Regions from separate parts of the Mus musculus genome. Here regions 1, 2, 3, 5 and 6 are each linked to region 4. Evidence: chromatin contacts called from public promoter capture Hi-C data. All regions are on one chromosome and are shown on one strand. Each heading gives the region's core, a stretch centred on a gene start, on an enhancer-like site or on the middle of the called end of the contact. The rest is flanking DNA. Distances are from core to core; before and after follow the strand shown.

Region 1 (2,700 bases), core at 171-2,670, 2.8 Mb before region 4:
CTTTTGACTCATTACTAAAATTATACCTTACTTTTTTTCATAGCATGAGGAAATTTGGAATAAATGTCTACCAGAATTCTACATCATTCTGAAATATATGTGAAGACTAGTGATTTTAATGTGTTTATTCTGTATCTATTATTTTGTTTTTATACCCACAAAGACAATATTCTATGCTTGCATTATTCATGATGGTTAAAGTTTTAAAACCTGGGGACAAATTTTGTGATTTTGGATTTCAGTTTAGTTGACAAAATCATTAATAAATAGAAGCTTTGAATTAGATGACCATGCTAATGATGATTTGAGTACTTGCCCTTTTTTTCTACAATTTAGAGAAGTTCATATTTCTTTTATCAGGATAAATACAATTTTAATTACTTGTGGTCGGTGGGGGAATAAAGCAGGGGTGAGATAGGAAAGAAGAGACCTGGGCTTCATTTTCACCATAGCAGGAAGGACAGCGGCCAATTCCTCTGTTTCCCACTCATTTGCGTTTAGCCTCCTGGTCCAGTCATTAAGGTTGCATTGTTGTGTCTTACAAATGCTTCTATCTTCTGAGAATTAGGAGAACTGCTACATTTCCTGTGACATCCTCAAGAAAAATCGAAAAGAGCTTAATACTTGGACACCTGCCTGTCTTTTGGTTCAAAGGGTAAAGACACATATAGAAAAAGAATGTAGAAGCCATTGGCCAACACTGGCCAGGAGCATGAAAAGCAGTAGAAATCCAAAAAAACTACCTTTCAGCAATGAGGAATCTCTTCTTGCTCAGAAACCTCGCATGCCACGGACTCTCAGAGAGAGGATGACCCTCCTGGTCCTATGGGTCTGTGTGCTGTACTTCAAATGGGAGGATGAGATTTTAAGGCTCAAGGCTTGACTTGATGCATGGTACTCTGTCACCTAAAGACTTTGTTTTTAAGACCAAGTTTCTAGTGTTGTAGATAGTGTGTGGGGGACTCCTCTCCACCCCCATCCTTACTGTCTGTAATACACTTTATTTATCAGTGGATCGGCCCTAAGCAGTCTAGCCCTTGGCTGAAATGTTAACAAGTGGAAATATTCAGAGATGGGCACTTTGGATGTGCCTCTTAGGAAAAAGCCAAGTGCATGACAGCATTGTGACTCAAAAGACCTAGATGTGGGCAGTAGCTCTGTGATGAGTTATGCAATGTTCTCCGTGTTGCATAATCTCTGGAAGTGAGTCTTCTTGACTTTAAAATGGCAAATGCTCTGCTTGAACTGACAGAGAACTTATGTAAAGATAATGTATGTTATCAGCTTTCCTAGGTAGTTGCAGATGATGCTTATTGATATCTGGCAACACTTTAAATCAAACTCACAAGGGAAGGGAGAAAGGACTGAGTCCTGTGAGTCATGTCCCAGGGAGTTCTGCTTGTTTTGGTTTGCAGCCTGCGATTCTGATTTCTGTCTAGCTCTCTCTCATTTCTGCTGTGTTCTGTCTTTTTTTCTAACTCGCTGTGTATGTGTGCCTTCAAGTTCAGCTGAGGGGGAAGGAATGCCTGTATTTGCTTCATTATCTCAGTGAGTCTTATTGGCTTCATCCCACTCCAGAAGAGTCACAGGCTCATCACTAAACCTGATACTGTAACCTTGCAGTACCTTGGGGCTCTTGTAGACCAGCCTGAATTTGGGTGTGGAATCTGCCTTTCCCAACCCACAGATGCTGAATTGGGCAGGGATGACTTCCTAAAGGACATTTAGGGTGTATATTACAGCATCAAAGAATGGCTAGTGAACAAGTCATTTTTATTTTATTTTTGTCTGTGAAGAAAATATGCCTATGATCTAAAAAGATAGTCAAGAAATAGCTGAGCAATGTGCACAACAAATGAAGAAAGGACTACATTTTCTTTAAAAAAAATTAACCACTTTATTTTGTATTTTGAAGATCTTTGCCATAAATTTATATTGTAGGAAAAAACTCTAGTAGCTTATTTTTCAGATTATATCAGGAAGGAAGGTAGGACGTACGGCCCAATATTGATCACATGTCTAGGATTACGGAATCCAGAGGCTCTAGGAACCAAATGTTTGGCATGTTTATAACATTTTATTGTGGTGATGTGCACTGTGAGAAGCATCATCTTGAGTGCAGTGTAGTTATTCATGCGTTTTCATCATCACAGTCATGCATCTCTAGAACGTCTTTCACTTTGTAGAACTGAACTTAGAAAAGAAAGAGAAAAATTTCTATTATGTGACTAAAACAGATTATAACAGCCAAGAGCATCAAACTCCATTCATTTAGATGACTCTGTGTGTGTGCATGAGTGCGTGTTTGTGTGTGTGTGTTTGTGTGTGTGTGTGTGTGTGTGTGTGTGTGTGAGAGAGAGAGAGAGAGAGAGAGAGAGAGACAGAGACAGAGACAGAGACAGAGACACTTGGGTTTGAACCTGGGACCTTGAGTATGCTCATCAGCTCCTTTATGTTGGATCTTTATCCTAGGCTGGGCCTGAGTTACTGTAATACAAGCAGACCGTGGACTATGGTACTCTTCCTTTAGCCTCCCAAGTAGCTGGAATTACAGGCCTGTTCCCCCGGGGCTGGCTAGATGACTATTTTATGAGATCATTTTTCACTTGTTTCTTGATCTTAGCCCAACACATTATTCATTCCATAGGAGGTTGGGCTGGAAAAAAAGTAACAGCATCAGAGAAACACCATCCTAGGTGA
Region 2 (2,700 bases), core at 89-2,588, 2.4 Mb before region 4:
GGTGAATATGCTCTAGTCAGTCTTGAAAAGGGCAGGAAAGACTAACGTTGAATCCAGGAAAAATCTCAGCTGATGTACAAACAAAATAGCACAGGACATGCTGTTCTAAGGTTTCCGTTGTTGGCTTTACACCTCTCTGTCTCTGAGAAAGAATCCAGCTCACATATTCTGAACTGAATCCACTCTCTGAAGGCTGTGCCAGAAGGTAAGAAAAGCAAGCGTGTCCCTCAGGGCAGTGATATGATGGGCCTGTGTCCTGGACAGAGGGCCATTTAAAAGGTAGTTCCGGGGGTCACCTGCAGAGGGCAGCAGATCTGAATATAGGTCAGGCATAAGTTAGTTTCAAATATTAGGGGCTCTGATCATCAGGACCAACATCTAAAAGATGAAGAAGTCATGGGAAAGACCTAGCTGATAGTGTAACCAGAAAAACTGTGACTCTCTCTGAGAGCATTTTCCCAAAGGCATCTGTAGTGTGCTCTATGTGGCACAAAACCCAGAGAGGACAGAGCTACCTTAAGCACACATATGGCCACAGAGGTATTTAAAAGCATTTTGTGAATAGACCATGTGCATGGACATCAATATAAACAGCATATTCTAATATAAGTTGATACAGGGTATCTCTACATTATTGTGAAGCTTTTCTTCTCAACTTGTAATCACCATGTTAGAAAATGGTCGTGTTAGATAAAAATCTTACTTATTCTTCCTTCCAGAAAATAATGAAATGTTGCTTCTAGAATGTACTGTTTTTTCAAAGGCATTACTCCCTAGACGACCAAGTCTAAAGTTCTGAGTTTTCCCATGCTTGTGTTTCCTGCTGACCTCGTTTAGTTAATTTCAGATTCCCCAGTGCATTCGGGGGGCTGGAGGGGGTGTCAATAGATTCTCATGTCAGGATTTTATTTACTTCTTATCTCCACTTGACCAGGATTAAATAGTCAAGTTTTTTGTTTTGTTTTGTTTTGAAAGAGAATTTATCTAAAAAAAAAAAATAAAGCAAGATTGTTTTACAATGGTAGCACTGAACCAGAAAATTTTGTGTAATGGTGGGGTGATTCAATGAGTTAAAAATGTTTACCTGGTTTGCTTAGCTGCAGTTTCCCTAGTAGGTTATAGTAAGAGCGTGAACACTTGTCAGCGAGGCCTGCGTCTTCACACCACGAGCCATCCTAGATGAAAATGACTGACACTTTTAATTGTACTTTAAATTTATCTGGCTAACATCTGGGGCGTGACCTCAAATAAGGCGTCAAACAGAACAGAAGAGAACGTCAGGGCTAAGGACAGTTCTGGTCATGATTTGTGTCAGAGAAGAATTTGTAAACTCTTGAGCAATTTTTGTTGCGAAGACTTTTATTATCTTTTGACTTAGAAGTTTGAACAAACAAAACAGCTTCCTAGTGACAAAACGCAAAGCACACTAAACTCAAGCACATAAAAAAAAAAAAGAGCCACAATCACATTTTTACTTTCTAAAGCATGTAGTGAAGATATACTTAAAATAGTAATTAAGCTTTGGAATAGATATGATAACAGAAGTTTTCTTCCTGTGCGGGTTCTAGCCAGGATTCCAAATCTAATTTGAGAAATGTAAATACAATTATCTCTGTTACAACATCCGGTGGAGGTTTCTCATAGTCAGTGCTATTGACTTTAGGGTCAGATAGTTCTCTGTTTAGGTGCTGTTCTGTCCAGTGTGTCTATAGCATCTTTGCATTTCAGCCACTGGATGTTCAGGACTCCTCCAATACTGCTCTGTGTAAGCTGCAACAACCAACTATTTCTTAAGAAAGTGTCACATGCATTTAGATCGGCAGAGGGCCAAAACCCACCTCTAGTGAACACCTAGAATACTAATAGATTTACTGGGTAAGTATAGTATCAAAAAATTTTTAATTAATTTAATTTAATTTAATTTTATTTTACAGTCCAGTTGTTATCCACTTTCTGGTCCACTCTCCCACAGCTCCTTATTCCTTCCTTCCTACCCACCCCCCAACTCCACCCATCTCCAAGAGGATGTATGTGTGTATGGGGCCTCAGACCAGCTGGTGCATGCTGCCTGGTTGGTGGCTCAGTGTCTGAGAGACCACAGAGATTTGGGGTAGTTGAGACTGCTGGTCTTCCTATGAGGTCACCTTCCTCCTCAGCTTCTTCCAGCCTTTCCCTAATTCAACCACAGGGGTTCCCAACTTCAGTCCACTGGTTGGGTGTTAGTGTCTGCTTCTGTTTCAGTCAGCAGCTTGTTGGGCCTCTTGGAGGGCAGTCATGCTAGGCTCCTGTCTGTAAGCACACCATCAGCAATAGTGTCAGGCCTTGGAGCCTCCCCTTGAGATGGATTCCAATTTGGGCCTGTCACTGGACTGCCTTTCCCTCAGTTTCTTCTTCATTTTTGTCCCTGCAGTTCTTTTAGGCAGGGACAATTCTGGGTTGGAGTTTTTGACTGTGGAATGGCAATCACATTTCTCCTTACTGTTGGGCATTTCATCTAAGGTCCCTCCCCTTGAGTCTTGAGAGTCTCTCACCTTCCAGGTCTCTGGCACATTCTAGAGGGTCCCCCTACCTCTCACTCCCCAAGGTGCATAGTATTAAAATTTAAAAGCAAAACTTACCTGTGAAGAGAGGAGTGGTGGCAACTACTCAGTCCTTCTAGGGTTGAGGCAGAAGTATGGTGAGTTTGAGGGCAGCTGAGCT
Region 3 (2,700 bases), core at 82-2,581, 2.5 Mb before region 4:
GTTTGTTTATGTATGTATGTTGCAGTGATTTTCAACCCTAATGAGCCCATATAAAGAACACACAATCCAATTATTGTATTCATAAGCTATATGGCTAGATTGGGCAGATCTAGCACTGTACTTAATGATTCCTCAGCTCTGAGACCCTTTGCTACTTGCAGTTTCTCCTGGCCACGTGGTTCTGCTACATCTTCCTCCTTCTCCTCCTCTTCCTCCTCCTCCCCTTTCTCCTCCTCCTCTTCTGTCCTCTCTCCTTCCTTCTCTTCCTCCTCCTATCCGCCTCCCCTCTCAAAGACCTCCTGTCCCACCTTTTCCTTCCACTGCTGAATCACAGGCACTGGCCTTATTTTGACCAGTTAAAATGGGGAAAAGGCTCACATGAGCTCACCTGAGTCCATGATTGGCTGCTTGGGTGGGTTAGGGGGTGGCAGCCCCTCTTGAAGCAGAATTAATATCAGAACACAAACAGCATCAGGGCAACTCACAAAATATGTATGTGTGTTTTGTGTGTGTGTTGTGATGTGAGTGTCTACGTTAGGGGACACTGTGGGAGTCAGTTTTCTCTTTCTACAGTATGTGACCCAGATACAGAACTCAAGTCACTATGTTCGGCGGCACACACCCTCACCTGCTGACCTGAGAGGCATGTAGCTACTGCTGACTATTTTTAAACATACTCTTCATTCCCATTCTACAGATGACTATGCTGACCCTAAACTGAAGTAATTTGCTCCTTGTCTCAAACCAAGAATCATATATTTTGAAACAACATATATTCAATTTTATTTCCATATAAATTTGAAACATGAAAGTGATTAAACTCTGGCTAAAGAGACATCTGACACAAACATTGCAAGTAGTAACATTATTTAAATATAATCATTTTAGAAACAAAAAATTTGGAATCATTAGAAAAGTTTATGGATGGTTGTAGGTGGAGGTATTGTTCCCCGAACTGGTTCTTCATTGTGTCAAAAAAGATTGCGGGAGCCAATTGCTGGGCAAAGGAAAAAAGGTGGGAATTCCAGGTCCCAGGAGAAAGAAGAGGGGACGAGATAGCTTTTCCACCAGGCTTTTGGGAAGGAGGGCAAACACCATGTAAGGCTTGGGGGGCAACGAGAACTGTGGTGCCACCAGCAGAATTCTGATATAAGATAGCTGACGAGTTTAGGGCGATAGATTCTGCACCCAGCAGTTGTGTTATCTGGCTGATTTTAGAGTGTTAGAACTGTCTGGTGTTTTCCATCCACGGAACAAAGGTGTGCAGCGTGAGGGCACAGCCTGGGCGTCTGCTAGAGGCTTAGTGGAGTTAGCCTCGAGAGGTTGAGTGAGTACAGTTCCTGTTAGGGAACCAGCTGGCCGTTGGTGGAGCTATGTCGGGAGTGGGACCAGTGGCAGTGTGTTCCCCGGGAAGGCAATATCGTGGATTTTAAAATTACACACAACAGATGGTCTCTGATTAAATCAGTTGGTTTCATGATCTGATATGAACACAGATGATGTATTAGGAATGGCTATACAATTTTGGCTGGTTATGTACACACACACACACACACATGTCATGTATATGTATACACACACATATATTTTTATAATTTTTATTCACTTTACATCTTTATCACAGCTCTCCCCCCTTTTCTTTTCCCAGTCCCACCCTTATAAATCACTCCTCTCTACCCCCTCTTCCCTTCTCCTTAGAAAAGAGGAGCCTCCCTTGGGTACCGCCCAATCCTCCGCACTTAGTTCCATTAGGTCTAGGCCATCCTGTCCCATGGAGGCCCAACCAGGCAGACCAAGTAGTGGGCAGGGATCCAAAGGCAGTGGACAGAGACTGTACTCCATTGCACTTGTTAGGGGACTAACATGAAGACCAAACTGTTCATTTGCTATAAATGTGTAGGGTGTCAGGGTCCAGCTCCTGCATGCTCCCTGGTTGGTGGTCTCAGGTTGGTTGATTCTGTAGATTGTCCTGTGTTGTCCTTGACCTCTCTGACTTGCTCACTTTTACCCATCCCCCCACTCTTCCACAAGTCACCCCAGGCTTCTCCTGATGTTTGGCTGAGGTCTATGCATCTTCTTCCATCGCCTGCTGGATGAAGCCTCACAGGAGACAGTTATGCTAGGCTCCTGCCTACAAGCATTGGCAGAGTATCATTAATAGTGTCAGGGCTTGGCTCTGTCATGTGGGATGGGTCTCAAGTTGGGGCAGTAATTTGTTGGTTGTTCCCCCAGTCTCTTCTCCATCTTTATTCCTGTACATCTTGTAGGCAAGACAGATTTTGGTCTGAAGGGTTTATGGATGGATTGATGTCCCCCTCCCTCCTAAAAAAAAAAAAAAAAAAAAAGGCCTGTCTGTCTTGCTACAAGAGGGTGAGATTCACACATCCTCCCTTGGAACCTTCTTATTATTCAGTTTTATTTATTTATTTATTTATTTATTTATTTATTCATTCATTCATTCATTCATTCATTGCTTCTGTGGATTGTAGCATAACCAGTTGTCCTGGACTTTATGGCTAATGTCCACTTATAAGTGAGTACATACCACATGTGTCTTTCTGGCTCTGGGTTACCTCTCTCAAGATAATATTGTCAAATTCCATCCATTTGCCTGCAAAACTCATGATGTCTTTGTTTTTAATTAACAGTATTCCAACGTATAGGTAAACACATTTTCTTTATCCATTCTTCAGTCAAGGG
Region 4 (2,700 bases), core at 36-2,535:
TCATCACAGAGGCCTGGGATATGGGAGGCGCCCAAGAATTCTATGGGGGTGACCTTAGCTGTGACAGCAATGGAGATTTGGAATCTGAAGAGCTTACTTCCTGTAGCGAGACAGGAACCCTGGTGGAGTGATAGAGACACCGATCCACACATAAAACTTTCAACCCAAAATTTATCTTGTCTACAAGGAATGCAGGCACAGGTGATGGAGCAAAGACCATCCCATAGGCAAGCAACAATCCCTGACACTATTAATGATACTCTGTTATGTTTGCAGACAGGAGCCTAGCATGGTTGCTCTCTGAGAGACTCCAATCAGAAGCTGACTCAGACAGACGCAGACACCCACAGCCAAACAGTCTCCAGAGCTTGGGGACTCTTACTGGAGAATAGGAGGAAGGATTGCTGTGCCCTGAAGGAGATAGGAACTCCACAGGAAGACCAATGGAGTTAACTAACCTGGACCCTTGGGGCTCTCAGAGTCTGAACCACCAACCAAAGAACAAACACAGGCTGGACCTAGGCCTTCCAGCTCATATGTGGGCCCCAAACAACTGGTGTAGGAGCTACCTCAAAGCTGTTGCCTGTACTTGGGCTACGTACCTGGCTGGGCAGCCTTGTCTGGCCTCAGTGGGAGAGGAAGTGCCTAGCCTCACAGAGAATTGAAGTGCCAGGGTTGGGGGGTCGAGAGGGCTCCCCGACTCAGGAGAGGGGGTTGATGGGGATAGGGGCAGTGTTCAGGATATAAAGTGAATAAGAAAAAAAAAAGATAATTAAAGAAAAGAGTTGTCAACATCGACAGTTTTTGTTTCTCTATTTGTGTGTATGTATATAGTGCGATGGAATCAACTGGAATTCACAGGCATCATTTTTGCTCTTTTTAACTTAAATACTGTGTATGAGTCCTTTGACATATTTATCTGCACAGGATGCACATATCAGAGAAGACGAGAGAGGATAGCTGATGTGTAGAAGAGTCAAATTAGAATACTTAATAATTAGTTTTATGTATGGAATTTTGCTGCAGTAGGGTATCTTTTGCCTATAGTTAACCCCAGAAGTAACAAGCAAAGTGCCCCTTGTAAATTTGTGTGGCTATGGAGTTAGACCTTTTTTTTTTTTTTTTTGCACTTAATGAACAACTTTTGATTGAGTAACCAAACGAATCTCAAATTTGTCCCTCATGCGTGTGATTGAGAGCATTCTAAAGCAAGCCGTAAACCTATCCCTAATAAGGTGCAAGAGGAAACGAGGGAGGCGGGACCCGGAAGAAGGAGGTGGTCTCAGGAATTGGCCCGCGGCCAGCGGCCCGATGGATGCTAGGAACTGTAGTTCCCGGCAGCCAAGGTATTCCCGAGCGGAGCCAGGGGAGAGCCTGACTGGTTCCCTGAAGCCTCCGGGGCGGCTTCGCCAGAACGCACTTCCGCGGCAGCGGAGGGAGACCAAGGAGCCGCGGCTCGGAGTGGGTGAGCGGGATGCCCGAGCCGTGAGGAGCCGGTAGGTGTGGTCAGGGACGCTCCCGTTTCCGAGTCTTTTGCAAGTAGTTGAAGGTGTTGCGTGAAACGGCGAAGCGGCGGCGAGTCGGCATTTGAAAGGTTGCCCACATGGGTGGACGTGGAAAAGTGGCCGAGGAGGTATTTGGTACCGCGTTTACAACGTTTTCGTCCCCTCCGAGGAGTGTGGAGCCGCGTTGCCGGGGCAGCCGAGGGCTGGGGGCGGGCGGGGGTGCGAGCTGCGAGCTGCGAGCTGGCTGCTATTTTGGACCCAGCGGCTGACGGCGCTGGTTGTGTAACGCTGACCTGCTCGCTCTCCCCACGCACCGGGCAGGGGTGGGCGAGCGGCGAGCGTGCGCCCGGGGAGGGCTCACGCCATTGGCTGGGCGCAGCCGCCCCCCCTTTGCCAGGCTCGGCCGCTCGGGGTCTCCTGAGGACGCGGCTCCCACCCGGACGTGCCGATCTGGCTGCTGCTGTCCCTCGACACTGCCCTGCTCTGCGAAGGGGCTAGTCTTCACTGCAGAACTGCTATGCCAGGTGACCTCATGGCAAAGGTTGCCCAGGGGTCCGATTGGGGTCATTGATTGTAAAACGAGCCCTTCTGACTTCGAAGCAACAATCTTGATTGATAACAACTCAAGAATCGTAGATGGGAGGTGGGGAACCTCGATGGAAATCAGCACCCAGGCCACATCCTGCATAATTACTGTAATAGGGCCAGCGATAAACGCCTGGATCCAGGAAGCTGCCAGGCGTTTATGAGTTTTTCACTCATCCTACCTGTTTGAGTTAACTAGTATTCCAACAGGAAGTCACTCCTCTTTAGAGATATGAAAACATACCAAATGGCAGGTTGAGCCAAGGACGATAGATACCACACAACATAAACTAAAAAGGACATACTAGTTGCAAATTTTAGGTTGTACAGAGCAGATTAGTTTTGTCTGGTTTTATGGTAAATACCGTCTTTTAAACATTTTAGAAAACAGTGCATTTCTTTTCATTCCAAGGCAACTGCATGGTGCTTTCTTTCACCGTGCTCCTTATGACACGGTAGGCAGGAACTAGATCTTGAAAAATAAATCTATTAATTTTTTTCTTAGATTTCTAACCCAGTAAAGTGATTTGTGATTTTTAATTTTAGCCTTAATTATCCCGAACTTTCAAATCACAAAATAAGAGTTATTTTCCTTTGAGGCTCATATCTA
Region 5 (2,700 bases), core at 114-2,613, 2.6 Mb before region 4:
CATATAATGGGTACTGTAGAAAGGATAAGTGAGAAGAAGTGGTCTACTAACATATAATGGGTACTGTAGAGAGGATAAGCAAGAAGTAGTGGTCTACTAACATATAATGGGTACTGTAGAAAGGATAAGCAAGAAGTAGTGGTCTACTAACATATAATGGGTACTGTAGAAAGGATAAGCGAGAAGTAGTGGTCTACTAACATATAATGGGTACTGTAGAAAGGATAAGCGAGAAGTAGTGGTCTACTAACATATAATGGGTACTGTAGAAAGGATAAGTGAGAAGTAGTGGTCTACTAACATATAATGGGTACTGTAGAAAGGATAAGTGAGAAGTAGTGGTCTACTAACATATAATGGGTACTGTAGAAAGGATAAGTGAGAAGTAGTGGTCTACTAACATATAATGGGTACTGTAGAAAGGATAAGTGTTCAGACAGTGAAGGATGTCCAAAACTCTCAAGAAAGCTGTGAGGAAATTGATCATGTGTTACCGGCATTTACCATGTTAGGGAAGTTACTTCTATTCCTTGTGGGGTTTTAAGGTGACTGCTAAGAAGTAATACCAGCGTTCTGGATACTTTTAGGGTGAAGTCACTTTTACAGTGTGGCCAGAATGGTGAAGGAAGAAGTATCCTAGAACTATATTAAACTGGGACTTTTCTAACTCCACATCTGATTCCATTATTTTTGTGATACCTCTGTCAGTCAAGGTTGGAGCTAGTTTTAGAAACTAGTTTAGTGGAATTTTCCCCCCTAGTTATTGTATGGAGAGCTAGAAAAAGATCACTCAGGGTGAAAGTAAAATCCACGCTTTATTTGTATCAACTGAGCAATCCTTTTCAGATTTGTAATCTATGAGTATAAGTTATCCAAATGATGTAGGAGAGGATGTTTAGTCAGAAGCAACATTTTAACATTTCAACACCATAGGAATCAATATTATCAAGGGAACGTCTGAAAAGGGGATGTGAGGCTTAAAGCTTGGTATCTGCAGACAGACAGTCAGGGTAACTAACAGAAACTGAATTGGAAAGGGACTTAGGAACTTATGCTTGTTGGAGACTTATTGATGTGTACCTGTCGGAAATCCTTAGTCTGTCCCTAGCTTTTGACACCTCCACCTATAGCATGAGCGAAAGTGATCAAGATTTGGATGCATTTGGCTGTTTGAGGCCATGCATTAAATGATTTGATTGGCTGTAGGCAGAGTTGTCTGGGGGTTGGGGGTATTGAAGGTGTCTTTCCAGTTCTTGTAGGAGAGGTAGTGAGACTTCCTGACTCATTTATAAAGAGACAAATGGCTTCAATTTCTGCAGCCCAGGTTAAGCAGATGGTCCTGCCTTTCCCTCCTGCTATGGTGGAGATAGCCAACTGTGGCCACCATCTGTCATAGATGCTTTTCCATAGTCCTCCAAGAAGCTCAGCTACTCTTCAACCCTTTCTTCCTCTAATACATTCCTTAACACATTCTGCTGTCTGGTATAAAGTTATAGTTTTGATTCAAGTTTGATTCGTTTAAACTTCCTTTAAATAATGAAGCTGCAAACTGAACACCAAATTCCAATGAGGTTTGATTTGGATTTAATTATAGAATACCAATAAGCAATGCAGTCTTTCAAAACCAAATCAAGGTGATAGTGTATTTCAAATGATAAAGAATTTATTCATCACATTTGAAAAAAATGCCCTGCTTTATTGGAGCAAGGAATGTACAAACACATCTTCAATATCATTTTAAGAGACAGAAGCTATTGTAGTTAACATCTCTAGGTAGAATGAGGTCGCATTGAAAATAACTCATCTTTCCATATTTCTCCTGAAAAAAAAAAAAAAGGCTTTGTTCACCCACCCTACAAAGTCTCCATGATTACATTTCTGACCTCCACAGCTGGAATGAGTTGAACTTGTCGCATTGATTAATAACCTCATGTGTTATAGATTTGATCATGTAGACCATTATCCCTCCCCTCCCTTTTTCTTGAAATAATATTTGTATATGTCTGTGTTCATGTGTGTGTCTTGTTTTCTGACTCTGAAATGTTTATTATGCCTTAGACAGTTACCCCAGGGAGATTATGTAAAAAAGCCTGGCGATGGCGACTCTTTTTATAGCGACTTTCCTCCCGGAGGCAGCACAAACTCAGCATCTAGTTCTAAGAAGAGGTCTGCTTTTCTGTCGCATTTTCAGATTTCCACCTGTTCCATCACACATTATTCCATTAGTCAGAACATTTCATTATTTTGCAGCAGGTTTGATTACTTCTTCCTTCTTTCTTGAATGTTAAAATAGTATCCCTTGTTCTTTGATTGCTTTACTTCAAAATGTCATATGCTCAGAACCTGTGTTTTATTAAAAAAAAAAAATTAGGCCACAGAATTGAAACAAAATAAAATGACTCGAAATCCAGGGAGAAACCCCAGGGTTTTTCCGATCATGTTGCACATGGCTCAAGAAACTAAGCATTGTATTGAAAATATTTTCACATGGTGAGCTTTATGTCATGCTTGGTAGTCAAAGAAAAAGGGTACTGTCATGCTTCAATAAAGGCAATTAAGATAAATTGGCAATATAAGTGCTGCATTGAATAGTATTTAATTTTTGTATATTTCAAAGCTAAGCTTGCTGTGAAAAAAGATTGCTTCTCTGTGAATCATATATTTTAATATTATGATTTTTCTGCAATGTAGACTTTATAA
Region 6 (2,700 bases), core at 5-2,504, 2.9 Mb before region 4:
TACTCCAAGGCATTCCCCCTTCCCTCGTGGCTTTAATTCTACTCTGTATTAGTGCTTCTCAAACATTTGAACCAGTTTACAAACATGGAAATTCTGTTTCCTTTCCGTAGTTTACGCTTTGAAAATTGAATCCTCTCCTCATTTTTAAAAAATGTTTGCTCCTCCTTCTCAAGGTCTGTTAAGCACATGTATATTAATTCAAATTCATCAGTACAATGTCTCAACATATTTCCCTTTCTGGCTCCCTCCTCCGGACATTTCTTGAGATTACAAATTAGCTCCGACTGTCTAAAGCAGTTTAATACAGATAGACAGTTCGATGACTGTCGCTCCAGCCTCCGTCCATAACCTGTTTAAAACAAAATCATTTCTTTTAGCAATGCTAATCCAACTTGATGTTGTCTTTGGCGAATAGTCTCACAATTCACCTGTCTGTGCCTGAATATACTTATTTGTACTGACTGTCTTGAGGGTACTCCATCAAAAATCAATACTATAAGGAGTGTCTATTATAGCCAGGAGTTAAGAAATGCAGAACAGTACAAAGCATAACGTCTGTATGGGTGAGAGCAGAAGTATACTCCAAACAAGTTTTGTGAGGCATTTTCTCATTTACAAAGCAAAATTAAAACAAATCACGTACGCCTGAATTTCGTCTTGACCATAATCCCGTATTCCCGTTTTACAGATGAAAAACCCTGAGACTTCATTTTCCACTCTTTTATTGCTACAAAAAGGACAATTATACACACAGAGAGAAAGAACAGGTCTGTACAGAACAAAGTACCCAAAGGGCTGCGAGAGTCGGATCCGGCGGGTGGACCCCGGCCCCGCCGCCACCGCGGCCACCCGGGACCTTTGCGGCCCGTCTGCAAGGTCGGCGGGAGCCCAGGGCCGGCCCCGCGTCCCACACAGGGTTAACTGGAGTACCTGGTGGCGAGGCGACTGCAAGGCCCGGGTCTCAGCCAGCCTAGCAGGTGATGTCGACCACGAGGTGAAGCCTCCGAGGCTAACCGCGTCCACCGCCCTGGCTGCCCCACACTCCAAGTATGCAGAGCGGAGCCGGAACTCGAGGAGGACGCGGGAGAGCCGGGTCTGAGGCCCCGCGGGCTGGCGCGCCGGGGGCGTGGTCAGCATCCGGGGGCGGGGCCCGCGGGGCGCGAGGCGGGGCAGGTGGAGCCTGCGCGAGGCCGGCCCCGGCGTAGGAAGGGCGGGGAGCGCGTCTGGGCGCCGCGGTCGCGTGACGCGTTTTCAAATCTTTAACCGCCGCGGCTCCCGGGTCTGAGCTACAGCCTCTTCCTGCTCCGAGCCTCCGCGCCGGAACCGGCCCTCAAGCGCGGCCCGGCGCCGAGGCCGAGGCCGGAGCCGGGGCCGGGGAGGCCCTGGGAGCTTTGTGTTCGCGGCCGTTCCATGCGGCCCCCGGTGCGGACCCAGCATGTAGGTGCCTGGTGGCTGCCATGAACCTCGAGACCATGAGGATCCACAGCAAAGCACCTCTCCCGGGTATGGAGCCCCTCCCCCGCCGCGGTCCCTTTAATCGTTTCCTGCCTGGCTGGTTCCACGGAGGGTTCTAGAGAGTCTTCCTGCGGAGGGCCTCTTGCCGCTTTTGCGTTTCTGTGGGTTCTCGGCGCCCGCGAGGCGTTCGGTGTTGGTCTCCGTGAGGGACCGACGCTGGCCGGGCCCCTCATGCTCTCCCCGCCTCGGCCGCGAGCGACCCGGCATTCCCGGGGCTGCAGGCTTCAGACAATGCGCGGGTCCCCGACGGCCCCACGGAGGAGGCGCCCACGCCCATTTGTGACTGTTCCCGTCACTCGTGAGGGAGACGGAGAGGTGTATGTGTGTGTGTTTCAACCTCATAGACAAAAGCAGATTTCAATCTCAATGTTTAATATAAAAAATTTTCATTATAGGGAAAATTCCTAAGAGGTGCATGTGTGTCTAGTAACTAAGTACTAAAGTGCAGGTTGTCTTCGAAAGTTTAAAGAAGATGTTTGATTCTCATCTGCTTTTAAAATAAAAGATGGATGGCATAGTCCTTAGTGGGCTTAGGTTCTTAATATGTAAACAAAGTGCATGAACTCCCTCGTCTAGTTCTTTTAAGTACTAGACAAACTATGAAACCAAAATGCCAGCATTTAGTAACCCCTAAGAATTAGGTTGTTTATTCTAGATGAGTGTGTGTGGCTACCTAGGTAAATAAGCTTTAAATATTTGAAACACCTGTGTTGGGTTTTCACCGACCTGTTAATTACCCACATGACGTTTACACCATGAGAAGGTAAGTTTTCCAGAACAGCTCTATAGAATTCCTGCTTCATACACGGAACAGGAGTAAATAATAACTATTTTCTGCTGATTCAGCTCTTGTTCTCCAGTATAGAGTTTTGTGGAAACCATACAGGACAGTTTGCCTTCATCCTAAGTGGTAATATTAGGGAAAACATTTAGATTCTAATGACTTAATTTGTTATGACTAGTAATGTTTCCTTTCTGCAATAAAGCTGTTGAACATTTTTTGTAAAATAAATTAAAAATTTGTCTGCATAAAATGTTGCCTGATTCTTTTGTAATCACAGGTGGCATCCAAGACAGAAATGAAAAGAATCGACCATCCTTGAAATCCCTGAAGGCTGATAATAGACTGGAAAAATCCAAATATAAGCCCCTTTGGGGAAAAATATTTTACCTTGACTTGCCTTC

What was found. Promoter capture Hi-C pulls out the DNA fragments that hold promoters and counts their contacts.
Region 1: a promoter capture Hi-C map of hippocampal neurons shows a contact between it and region 4, with 12 times the contacts expected there. The contact joins the enhancer-like site here to the promoter of Cldn12 in region 4. A contact is called at or near these places in 4 of 39 promoter capture datasets (cranial neural crest, hippocampal neurons and liver).
Region 2: a promoter capture Hi-C map of liver shows a contact between it and region 4, with 7 times the contacts expected there. The contact joins the enhancer-like site here to the promoter of Cldn12 in region 4. A contact is called at or near these places in 9 of 39 promoter capture datasets (the C10 cell line, cranial neural crest, hippocampal neurons and 5 more) and 1 of 115 datasets of contacts at active chromatin or transcription factors (stem cell-derived neural progenitor cells).
Region 3: a promoter capture Hi-C map of hippocampal neurons shows a contact between it and region 4, with 21 times the contacts expected there. The contact joins the enhancer-like site here to the promoter of Cldn12 in region 4. A contact is called at or near these places in 13 of 39 promoter capture datasets (the 3T3-L1 cell line, the C10 cell line, HPC-7-derived erythroid cells and 10 more), 29 of 484 Hi-C or Micro-C datasets (the 3T3-L1 cell line, B cells, the C10 cell line and 21 more), 5 of 115 datasets of contacts at active chromatin or transcription factors (acute myeloid leukemia, astrocytes, embryonic forebrain and 2 more) and 1 of 9 other capture datasets (adipose tissue).
Region 5: a contact with region 4 is called in a promoter capture Hi-C map of second pharyngeal arch cranial neural crest. The contact joins the enhancer-like site here to the promoter of Cldn12 in region 4. A contact is called at or near these places in 6 of 39 promoter capture datasets (3T3-L1-derived adipocytes, cranial neural crest, hippocampal neurons and 3 more).
Region 6: a contact with region 4 is called in a promoter capture Hi-C map of hippocampal neurons, with 5 times the contacts expected there. The contact joins the promoter of Dbf4 here to the promoter of Cldn12 in region 4. A contact is called at or near these places in 9 of 39 promoter capture datasets (the 3T3-L1 cell line, cranial neural crest, frontonasal cranial neural crest and 5 more), 1 of 484 Hi-C or Micro-C datasets (cerebellum) and 4 of 115 datasets of contacts at active chromatin or transcription factors (astrocytes, embryonic stem cells, large pre-B cells and 1 more).

What each region holds. Positions count from the first base shown.
Region 1 is chr5:8,310,986-8,313,685 of GRCm38.p6, reverse strand. The region is part of intron 3 of Adam22 (a disintegrin and metallopeptidase domain 22); the gene reads left to right. Among named protein-coding and RNA genes, the nearest start is that of Adam22, 56 kb to the left of the region's middle. Within about 2 kb of position 1,420, at least 39 of the 459 cell types and tissues checked have an H3K27ac peak or open chromatin away from gene starts, as enhancers often do. A contact at or near this core is called in hippocampal neurons, where this site is marked.
Region 2 is chr5:7,909,774-7,912,473 of GRCm38.p6, reverse strand. No RefSeq gene overlaps it. Among named protein-coding and RNA genes, the nearest start is that of Gm30835, 49 kb to the left of the region's middle. Within about 2 kb of position 1,338, at least 3 of the 459 cell types and tissues checked have an H3K27ac peak or open chromatin away from gene starts, as enhancers often do. A contact at or near this core is called in liver, where this site is marked.
Region 3 is chr5:7,999,327-8,002,026 of GRCm38.p6, reverse strand. No RefSeq gene overlaps it. Among named protein-coding and RNA genes, the nearest start is that of Gm52802, 37 kb to the left of the region's middle. Within about 2 kb of position 1,331, at least 7 of the 459 cell types and tissues checked have an H3K27ac peak or open chromatin away from gene starts, as enhancers often do. A contact at or near this core is called in hippocampal neurons, where this site is marked.
Region 4 is chr5:5,513,561-5,516,260 of GRCm38.p6, reverse strand. Cldn12 (claudin 12) reads left to right here and starts at 1,285. Exons shown (of 4, transcript NM_022890.2): 1 at 1,285-1,496.
Region 5 is chr5:8,094,539-8,097,238 of GRCm38.p6, reverse strand. Adam22 (a disintegrin and metallopeptidase domain 22) reads left to right here. Exons shown (of 31, transcript NM_001310440.1): 27 at 2,059-2,166. Among named protein-coding and RNA genes, the nearest start is that of Sri, 39 kb to the right of the region's middle. Within about 2 kb of position 1,363, at least 5 of the 459 cell types and tissues checked have an H3K27ac peak or open chromatin away from gene starts, as enhancers often do. A contact at or near this core is called in second pharyngeal arch cranial neural crest, where this site is marked.
Region 6 is chr5:8,421,270-8,423,969 of GRCm38.p6, reverse strand. It overlaps Dbf4 (DBF4 zinc finger), which reads left to right and starts at 1,254. Exons shown (of 12, transcript NM_013726.3): 1 at 1,254-1,503; 2 at 2,577-2,700. The coding sequence starts at 1,458. Slc25a40 (solute carrier family 25, member 40) reads right to left here and starts at 1,132. Exons shown (of 12, transcript NM_178766.5): 1 at 931-1,132.